Linked DNA regions of Nomascus leucogenys: region 1 is linked to region 2. Evidence: chromatin contacts called from public Hi-C data. All regions are on one chromosome and are shown on one strand. The core of a region is the stretch at or near the end of the contact, and the rest is flanking DNA. Distances in the headings are between cores, read along the strand shown. Region 1 holds the start of ARL4C (ADP-ribosylation factor-like protein 4C). Region 2 overlaps TRPM8 (transient receptor potential cation channel subfamily M member 8).

Region 1 (4,579 bases), core at 455-2,954, 500 kb before region 2:
TGAACTCTATCCTTCGGGTGGCTCGCTTTATTCCTCATTGAAGGAAACAGCGTGTGGGTAGTGTGAGGAAGAGAGCAGGCAGGTGCCCAGTTTTGTGCACACAGATCCTTGGTCCTGGAGCAGGCCGTGGGCCTCTAGTTTCTGCCTTAGCCGTCACAGGCGCCTAGGCCTTGTTACCTCACTGGACAGCGTTGGGTGGAATGATAGGCAGGGTCCTTTCCAGACTGACACTGCGTTTCCATCCCCGGACCCAGTCAGGAGAGTGGATGGTCGCCCCGGCTGCCGCCCGGGAATTCCAAGGTTAGCAGTGGTGGTAGCTTGTCTTTCCTTCTACAGGTGAGGTCTTCTCACATGCTTTGGTACCAACGATATCATATGTCTTTTCGTGGTTTGTGAACGGAAGGTGATAAAGTATTTCTCTAAAATTCTAGCTTTTATTCATAAATGATTAGCATTTTCATTTTCTTCCCTCTTAACCCCGTTTCCATCGGTTCTGTCTCATAAGCTAGAGCTGGGAAGATGCGGCCGCCCATGCTGCGGCCTACTGTCTCCTGCAGAGCAGCTCTCCCCAGATCTGTGTTTGCCATAATATACTCAGTTTTCTCCGCACCCAGAGAGGATATACATTTGTTACGTGTTTACAAACCAGAATAAAACCATTGAATTGGGGTGACAGGAGGTGGAACCCGTGGAATATCAGTGTTTGTAACCCACTGTGCCACCAGCTCCAAGCTGTAGACACATTTTCTTTCAGCCCCCGGGGCTGGTGTTGCCATTTCTGCGGAGTAGTTCACCTGCTGGCAGGTGGTTCTCAGTTCCCAAAGTCGGGTGGCAAGTGGTGCTCTCCCGAAATGCTGACGCTTCCCCTGGGATGTCAGCAGAGTCGATGGGGACGAAATGAGGCAGCCCACGCGAGTGTCTGGGAGGGTGAGCTGTCCCGAGTTACTTGGGGCAGGTAGGTCTTCGAATCCCCCATCGCGGCCTAGGTCCGACCCTGCCCCAACCGCCGCCAACGGGCAAGAAGGCTGGGCCTCCAGGGTGCCCTGGGCACAGGCCTGGGCTCCGGAGGGCGGCGCTGGCCGGGTGCAGCCCCCTGGAACCCAGGCAGGAGGCGAGCTTGGGCGTCACTGGGGGCCGGGGCAAGCGACGGCCGCGGCGCGAGGGTGGGAGCGCACGCGCCCCGTTGGCTCCAGAGCGCAGGCTGGCAGCTCACCGAGGCCAGCCCCGTCCCGTCCCTTCCGGGGTTTGGAGGCCCCAACCTCGCCGCCCTCACTCCCCAGCGCGGCGCTCTCCCAGTCACCCTGGGGCCCGCCCTGCCCCGCCTCGCGCCCACAGAGCTGGGACCCCGGGACCCACTCCGTCAGGCAAGCTGCGTCGCCCACGGCTGCGGCCCGGCCGGGCAGGGCGCGGGCTCGGGCCCGGGCGGGGGTTCCGGGAGCCGAGAGCTATTTTTGCAAACGCGTCAGCCGCTGGGGAGGAAGAGCCGGCTCTGCGCCCATTGTGTCTGCGCGGCGCGGCGCGGCGCGGGAGGGGCCGGGGGGGCGGCGGGGACGCAGCGAAGCGCGCGAAAACGGCCGGCTGGGCGGGGAGGACCGCGCCTGACCCCCGGCGGCGAGCGGGGCGGGGCCCGGGGCGGGGCGGGGGCGGGTCTGGGGCGGGGCGCGAGGGGGCGGGTCCGGGCTCCCTCCGGCCGCTGCAGGCTGGCGGCTGCTGCGGCGGCGCGGGGACTGCGGGGACTGTGAGGCGGCCGCGCGGACAGCGACTCCCGGGGAAACCCGCGCCCCGGGAGCAGGAGCAGGCGCAGGAGCGGCGCCGTCCCAGGCCAGAGGCGAGCGCCGGGCGCCGGGAGAGCGGAGAGCCCCGGCAGCTGCCGGAGCGCGGGGGCGCGGCCCGAGGAAGCGACAGAGCGAGCCCAGGCCTGGGGAGGGCGCCGGGCGCGAGCCTCCTGCGCCGAACATCCGAGGCGGCTTCGCGGGAGACAAAGCCGCGCGTAGAGACGCGATGCCCGCCGATCGCGAGCCCGGCCGGCGAGGGCGCGGGGGCTGCGGCGTCTGAGCGCGCCGAGCCTTGCGCCCGGGGAGGACGCCGAGCCCCGGGGCCGGTGCGGGCGGCGGCGGGCGGGGCCCAGGTGCGCCCGGCCGCGTCGGGCCCGTGACTGCTCGGGGGGCGGCGCCCTCCCGCCGCAGCCGCAGTGGCCGGCGCCGCAGCCAGGAGCCATGGGCAACATCTCCTCCAACATCTCGGCCTTCCAGTCCCTGCATATCGTCATGTTGGGCTTGGACTCGGCCGGCAAGACCACGGTGCTCTACCGGCTCAAGTTCAACGAGTTCGTGAACACGGTGCCCACCATCGGCTTCAACACCGAGAAGATCAAGCTGAGTAACGGCACGGCCAAGGGCATCAGCTGCCACTTCTGGGACGTGGGCGGCCAGGAGAAGCTGCGGCCGCTGTGGAAGTCCTACAGCCGCTGCACGGACGGTATCATCTACGTGGTGGACTCGGTGGACGTGGACCGGCTGGAGGAGGCCAAGACGGAGCTGCACAAGGTGACCAAGTTCGCCGAGAACCAGGGCACGCCGCTGCTGGTCATCGCCAACAAGCAGGACCTGCCCAAGTCGCTGCCGGTGGCCGAGATCGAGAAGCAGCTGGCGCTGCACGAGCTTATCCCGGCCACCACCTACCACGTCCAGCCGGCGTGCGCCATCATCGGCGAGGGCCTCACCGAGGGCATGGACAAGCTCTATGAGATGATCCTGAAACGCAGGAAGTCCCTCAAGCAGAAGAAGAAGCGGTAATGTGCCCGGAGCGACCGGGGAGCGAGCGAGTGCGTCAAGAAAGAATGAATGGATGGATGGATGGATGGATGAGCGAGAACCCGCGCCCGCGAACAAAGACAGCGAACCAAAGCGATGCTTCGAATTTTTAAAACGGAATCTCTGCACCCAGATGCAGGACTGGTGACTTAAGGAGCTGCGAAGGCTGATTTACCGGCCTGCTCTCGACCTGCCCCCCACCCCCAGCTCAGGGGACCTTTTGTCTGAACGCCAGAGCTACTGACCAGGTCGGGGGGCCGCGGTGGGGAGTGGAAGAGCCGGTCCTGCTCTCCGCCCTCCCAGCCCCAGGTGGAAGGCTCAGTTGTCCGAAAGACAAAGGCGATTTCTTCCTACTACTGCAGGGCCAGAAGTTCAGGCTGCCCCGCCCCCACTGGGGGATCGCACCTGTGAATTACCTGAGGTATGCATTTCCCAGAACCCTGGGCGCACCCACCTGGGGGGGCATGTTGGTTCTGGGGGGACCACTTCTCCTTGCATTCAGGGGCTGTGAAGCTGAGTAATTTTCGGTCACAGGGCAGGCCCCTGTTGAAATTTCATTTGTCCTGCTCTGGGTCCAGAGGAGCTGGTGGTTTGGGTCATCAGAGGACTGCCTGGGACGGTGCAGTGGGCACGGAGCGCTGTGCTGCCTGGCTGGGGATGGCCGCGGAGATGCCCTTTTCCTGGTGCTTTGTGGTGGCTGCAGGAGACCAGTTTTGTTGAGAACTGCTTTTCAGCCTGGAATCAGACATCTTCCAGATGGTTTGGACCCTGTCCATGTGTAGGTCATTATCACTCAAAGAGACCAATAAAATTAAAAAAAAAAAAAAAAAGACGAACTATTGGAGGTGGTGGCCAATGATGCATTTACTGTTTGCAGGATAGTTAAAGGTGTTTAAAGGGTAAGGCTTTTGGTGTAAATGCTGGATGGGGTGTGTGTGTGTGAATATAGGGACCTCCCTCTGTACTGTGTAATCGGCATTAATACCTAGACTCATATGTGTGGAATTTTAAATTCTCTTAGCCTACTGATTGGTTTGGATGAGCACACCAGCTGCAGGTGTGTGCTGAATTGCAAGATGATTTTTTTTTTTTTAACCAAGGGATGTCTCTTGTAATACTAACCGCGTGATGATGGGTTTTCAGACATGTTGGAAAAAAAAAAAACTTTTACAAATGAATACTTACCTTAGAAATATTCACCTTAGGAAAAAAGACTTTGCTCTGCCCTTTTATATTCCTTTATGCTGCAAGTGGCGACATGTTCAGATTTCTAATTTGGTTCATTGTGGCCTATCTGGTTTAAGTATTTCATTAAAAATGTCTCGTTAGAGTATTTGATGTCATGCACCAAAAAAATAAAACCCCACCTTGTTGCAAAAGCTGACCTCGTTGCATGGAATTAAAAGAGAAGGAAAAACACAAGGATGAAGTCTTTCCGAATTCATTCTTGTGGGAACTGGCCTTCGGAGCCAGCCAGCACTTTGGGCAAATGCAAACAACAATGAGTGCTTGAGATAAAAGAAAGTGTGACGTCATGGTCACTGGTACTCAGGCACTTCACAGTTTACTTGAAAGAGGCTTTGGAAAATAGATAAAGTGAAAGAAGAATAAATAGATATTTTTAATAATGTAATTTTAAAAATCCTTTATAATCAGGACTGAGTCTTGGTTTGCAGAAGCTGTCATTTACCCTGAAACACAGTATCAAAATGGAAACTTAAAACATACTGTTTGATTTTTTTATTTCCTCTTACAATCCATGTTTT
Region 2 (4,413 bases), core at 576-3,075:
TCTCAATAGTAAGATGCCAAATTCCCTTAAATGATTCCACAAACCTAACATCATCATAATAATATTCACTAGAATTTTTGGGAGAAGGAGAAAGAAGAAAGAATTCACAAGATAAGCCTTAGGATCCTCTGTACAATTAATATACAAGAAATGCCAGAAAAGTTTTGAATAAGAATAATGAGGGAAACTTGTACAACAGATGTTAGAATGACTAAAAAAAAAAAAAAACAACTTCAGTAATCAAAGCCATTTGGTAGTAAAAACCAAAATACAAAGACAGATCCACAGAACAGAACGCCAAGTCTGCAAACAATTCACAAAGAAAAAGTAGATGCTAAAACAATGGCAGAATTTTCAAATACATTGAAATACAAGAAACTTGTCAGCTAACTCCCTATCAGGTGGATACCACCTCCAAACTTTGCGTAAATTTCATGCGTTTTCCTTTGTCGCTCCTTCCCCAGCACACAGGCAGTATCTAGCCAGTACTGCCCCATGGCCCGTGGTGACACTGACTTTTTGCTCTCTCTGATGAGCTGGTGTGTATGTTAAACTGTGTAACACATCCTGGTTCCCCTCTCATTATGCAACACCAAAAAAGCAGGTACAAAGCCAACAACAGCCAGCAGTAAGAGATGACCAGTGATTGGATCGCACTGATTTTGGAACTGATCATTCAGGTTAGTATATTGCTAATCATTCAGGTAAGTATATTGCTAACAGAGTAACCAACTAAGACTGTGCCATATACTTGCACGAAGACCCAGGACATTTCTCTTCAACTTCAGGAAAAAGTCCAAATTCTTTAATATACCATAAAAGACTCTCCATAACCTAGCCCCTGCCTACATTTCCACCCTCCCCGGCTGCTGATTCCTCCCCAGACTAACATTATCTCTCCTGCTTCTACCTCTCCTACCAACACTCGGGGCTCTGGGTACATGATCTTTCAAGCAAACATCACCTCCATCTAGCTGCTGCTGCAGATCCTAGGCTCCCCCAGGCAACAATCTCACAATTAATAACTCCCTCCTCTGCAAATAGCCTCTCCATGCTGTTTGTATTACATTCTATTATATATATATTATATTCATATGTTTTCATGTCATCTCTTCCCTTAACAGCAGGGACTTAACCTTTCTCTGCCTCCCACTCCTTATGTGTAAAATGGCAACAAGACTGCACCTGAGGCAGGTTAGATGAGGTGGTCAGAGCCTCCCCTGACAGGAAACAAGAAACTTGTCAAATTGATGAAGAGAACAAACCGCCTAACAGTGCACAGACCACATCCTGAGCTCGTGGTTAGAACATCCTACAGCAAAAAGGCGGGAGCAGAAGAGAAAAATCCCCACATTTGTACAAGCACAGAAACCCGTGATTAGTGTCCTTGGGCTGACCTGTGCTCATTATAATAGTAAAAAGCACACCCCCGGGTGGAGATTTAAAATGCTTATAAGACATGCGACGGATGTACTAGCATGTACAGCCAGTGCACATGTGGGCCTAAGAAACCACTCCTAACGTGCTTAATAGCAATACCCCTTCCCACCCCTTCATGAATAATCATGCAAATTTCCCATAAAGGGAGATCCCCCAGTAATAGACAGAGCTGTCTTGCCTCTGAGCGGCCTGTTCTGACCAGCTGCTAGTGTACTTTGGCTTTGCAATCAACTTGCTTGCTTTTGCTTTTGACTCACTTTCAAATTCTTTTCTGTCCCGAAGTCAAGAACCTGAACTAGCCCACCAGCTACACACCTACACAGAAATGAGTAATAATTAAATAAGGTGACCCCTGTAAAGCACTTGAACCTGTGCCCAGCATGGGAAAGCTTCAATAAATATTAGCTATTGTTACTATTGCAATTATCTGCGCTCTTCTTTCTATTCTTTTCACCCCAGTTCAATAACCTCCCTTAGACTGTCCACGCAGCACTCAAACGTTTAGTTTGTATCAGGTCATTATTTTCTTCCTTCTACTTTTCTGCATGTTTATATTACTCCTAAGATCTGAAGAACATTTTTAGAAATTATTCTACAGCAGGACATGTTTGACGAGTCCTTTTCAGAACTGCATGGGGTGAACTTATCTTCAGGACACAATGCTTATAAATGCCCTAGCTCCTGGTAAGTCGACCTGGAGTCATTTACTGACTTTAAATTCACTTCCTGCCTCTGATAAGCCACACAGGTCCTGTGATCGATAATTTTAATGTAGAATAATCACAGAGGTTCACGTCCATTTCCTTTCTCTGTTGAATACCATCTAGAGAGCACTCCAATACTCCTTCAGAATTCCCAAGGGTACATTTGCATTGCAGTTAATAAGGTTGCCATTGTGTATGGTTAAGCTTTTAAATGAGTATTTTGATGTGGTGCCAGGGAAGGGTCACAGCCTGGGGCCATCTGCTCACAGAGTAAGCCCTGAACAACTTTAACAATGATCAGAAACAGTGTTCCAAGGATTTAACCTAAGGATAACAACACGGCGTCTCTCGCTGTTCTGGCGTTCCCAGACAGGTATTAGCCAGGAAAACGCCTCTGGTTTAAGCCGGAGCTAATCGAGGAGGCTCCCCAAGGACAGGGATGTCGCAAGTTGTCACACTTAAGCACTGACTGGGGCAAGAGTAGGATGTCATGCAGTGGCTCTGGCCTCGTGGGGAAGAGACCTGAGTTAAACCAGATAACGCGCGGCCAGGACCACAGACTGCTGAGCTGCTGGGACTTCATCTCCTTCACCTGAAAGTGACAGACGAGGCTCCCATCTTGCTCAGCTCCAAATTCAATCATTTCATTATCAAAATACAGGTAATGGATTACAAAAGTGCCACGGTTCTCATGAATGGCTCCTTCAGACAGCTCACGTGCATAGATTCAAGAAAGCTCTAAATATTTTACCATGTGCCTCGCTGAGGTTTACCAAGTCAGCATAATTCAAAGGCCATGGCTTTAGCAGCTGTTAGTCTTTTTGTTTAATGTCTGTAAATATAGTTAGTGGTAAGTTCTTACAGGACTATCCGGTGTAGCTATGACATCTTATTACTGTAAGGAAAAGCCTGAAGCCATCCCACTTCGCCCTCACCTTTGCTTCAGGTTTTGGGATTGGTCTGCTCTTTCTCCCTCTCTTGTGGAGACATAATCACCCATAACCTGCTGCTTCTCTCTGCAGCTCAGATGTTGGCCCCTCTGACGTTTGGACACCATTTGGACATCGGCTGGCTGCCTGTGAGTCAGACAGTTTTCTGGATCCGCAAGTCCCTCCCTGCCACCAGCTAGGTGGTGAAGGAGAGTTTCACCTTCCCTCCTTAGGGCCATGTGGAACTAGCAGCCACATAATCTTCATGGCCCAGGCACCTGGCACAGAGCAGATGTTAAACTTTTACGTGATGATTCTCTTGTTGATTTGTTACTCACCATTGGTGCTTCTCAGTATATAACACACCAGGAAGCTAAGCTCATAACTAATAACTAAATAATGAACTAAACATGGGTAAGAACCCATTTTTTTCATTCATTGAATAAACCCACAAAGTGCCAGGTGCTGAGATGGCGGGCAAAATCTTCACCCTCCAGAGTTCACCGTTCTCAAGGAGAGAAGGTTGTTACTATGCAAGTAAAAGAGTGCCATAGGGGCTCAAAGGGTCTCTATGTGAAGTGGGCAGGCCATCAGGTACAATCCTGGCAAAAGACAATTCCTGGCTCTGTAAAGGGCAAGCAGGAACTGGGCAGGAAGAGAAGTTCGGGATGGAAGAGGCAATCCAGAGGACAAGTATGTGCAAAGCATCAGGCATGGCAGATCACCCTGCTTAAAGACCAGCATATGGGAGGCCTGCCAGGGGACAGAGATCAGGGGATGAGCATGGTGGGGAAGCTGAGAAGCCTGAAATTTATTCTGAATGCTGTAGGGAAATACTGAAATCCTTCCAGAATTTTAAGCAGAACAATGACTGTGTTAGTCCGTTTTCACACTGATGATAAAGACATACCCAAAACTGGGCAATTTACAAAAAAAAAAAAAAGAAGAAGAAGTTCAATGGTCTCACAGTTCCACGTGGCTGGGGAGGCCTCACAATCATGATGGAAAGCAAGGAGGAGCAAGTCACGTCTCACGTGGATGGCAGCAGGCAAAGAGAATGAGAGCCAAGCAACAGGGGTTTCCCCTTATAAAACCATCAGATCTCGTGAGACGTATTCACTACCACGAGAATAATATGGGGGAAACCACCCCCACGATTCGATTATCTCCTACTGGGTCCCTCCCACAACATGAGGGAATTATGGGAGCTACCATTCAAGATGAGATTTGGGTGGGGACACAGCCACACCACATCCGTGACGTTTCGGAAACATCACTTTTGGTCACAGTGTAAAGAAGACTGGAGTGGACTGGAGAAGGACATCTCTGGACACTGGGAG

The links. A called contact is a pair of places that touch in the nucleus more often than the background predicts.
Region 1: a contact with region 2 is called in a Hi-C map of a lymphoblastoid cell line, with 4 times the contacts expected there. The contact joins the promoter of ARL4C here to the enhancer-like site in region 2. A contact is called at or near these places in 2 of 4 Hi-C or Micro-C datasets (both in a lymphoblastoid cell line).

Annotation. Positions count from the first base shown.
Region 1 is chr22a:134,951,278-134,955,856 of Asia_NLE_v1, reverse strand. It overlaps ARL4C (ADP-ribosylation factor-like protein 4C), which reads left to right and starts at 1,704. Exons shown (of 2, transcript XR_004027865.1): 1 at 1,704-3,234.
Region 2 is chr22a:134,452,168-134,456,580 of Asia_NLE_v1, reverse strand. All of the region lies in intron 21 of TRPM8 (transient receptor potential cation channel subfamily M member 8), which reads right to left. Among named protein-coding and RNA genes, the nearest start is that of SPP2, 53 kb to the left of the region's middle. Within about 2 kb of position 1,825, the one cell type or tissue checked has an H3K27ac peak away from gene starts, as active enhancers do. A contact at or near this core is called in a lymphoblastoid cell line, where this site is marked.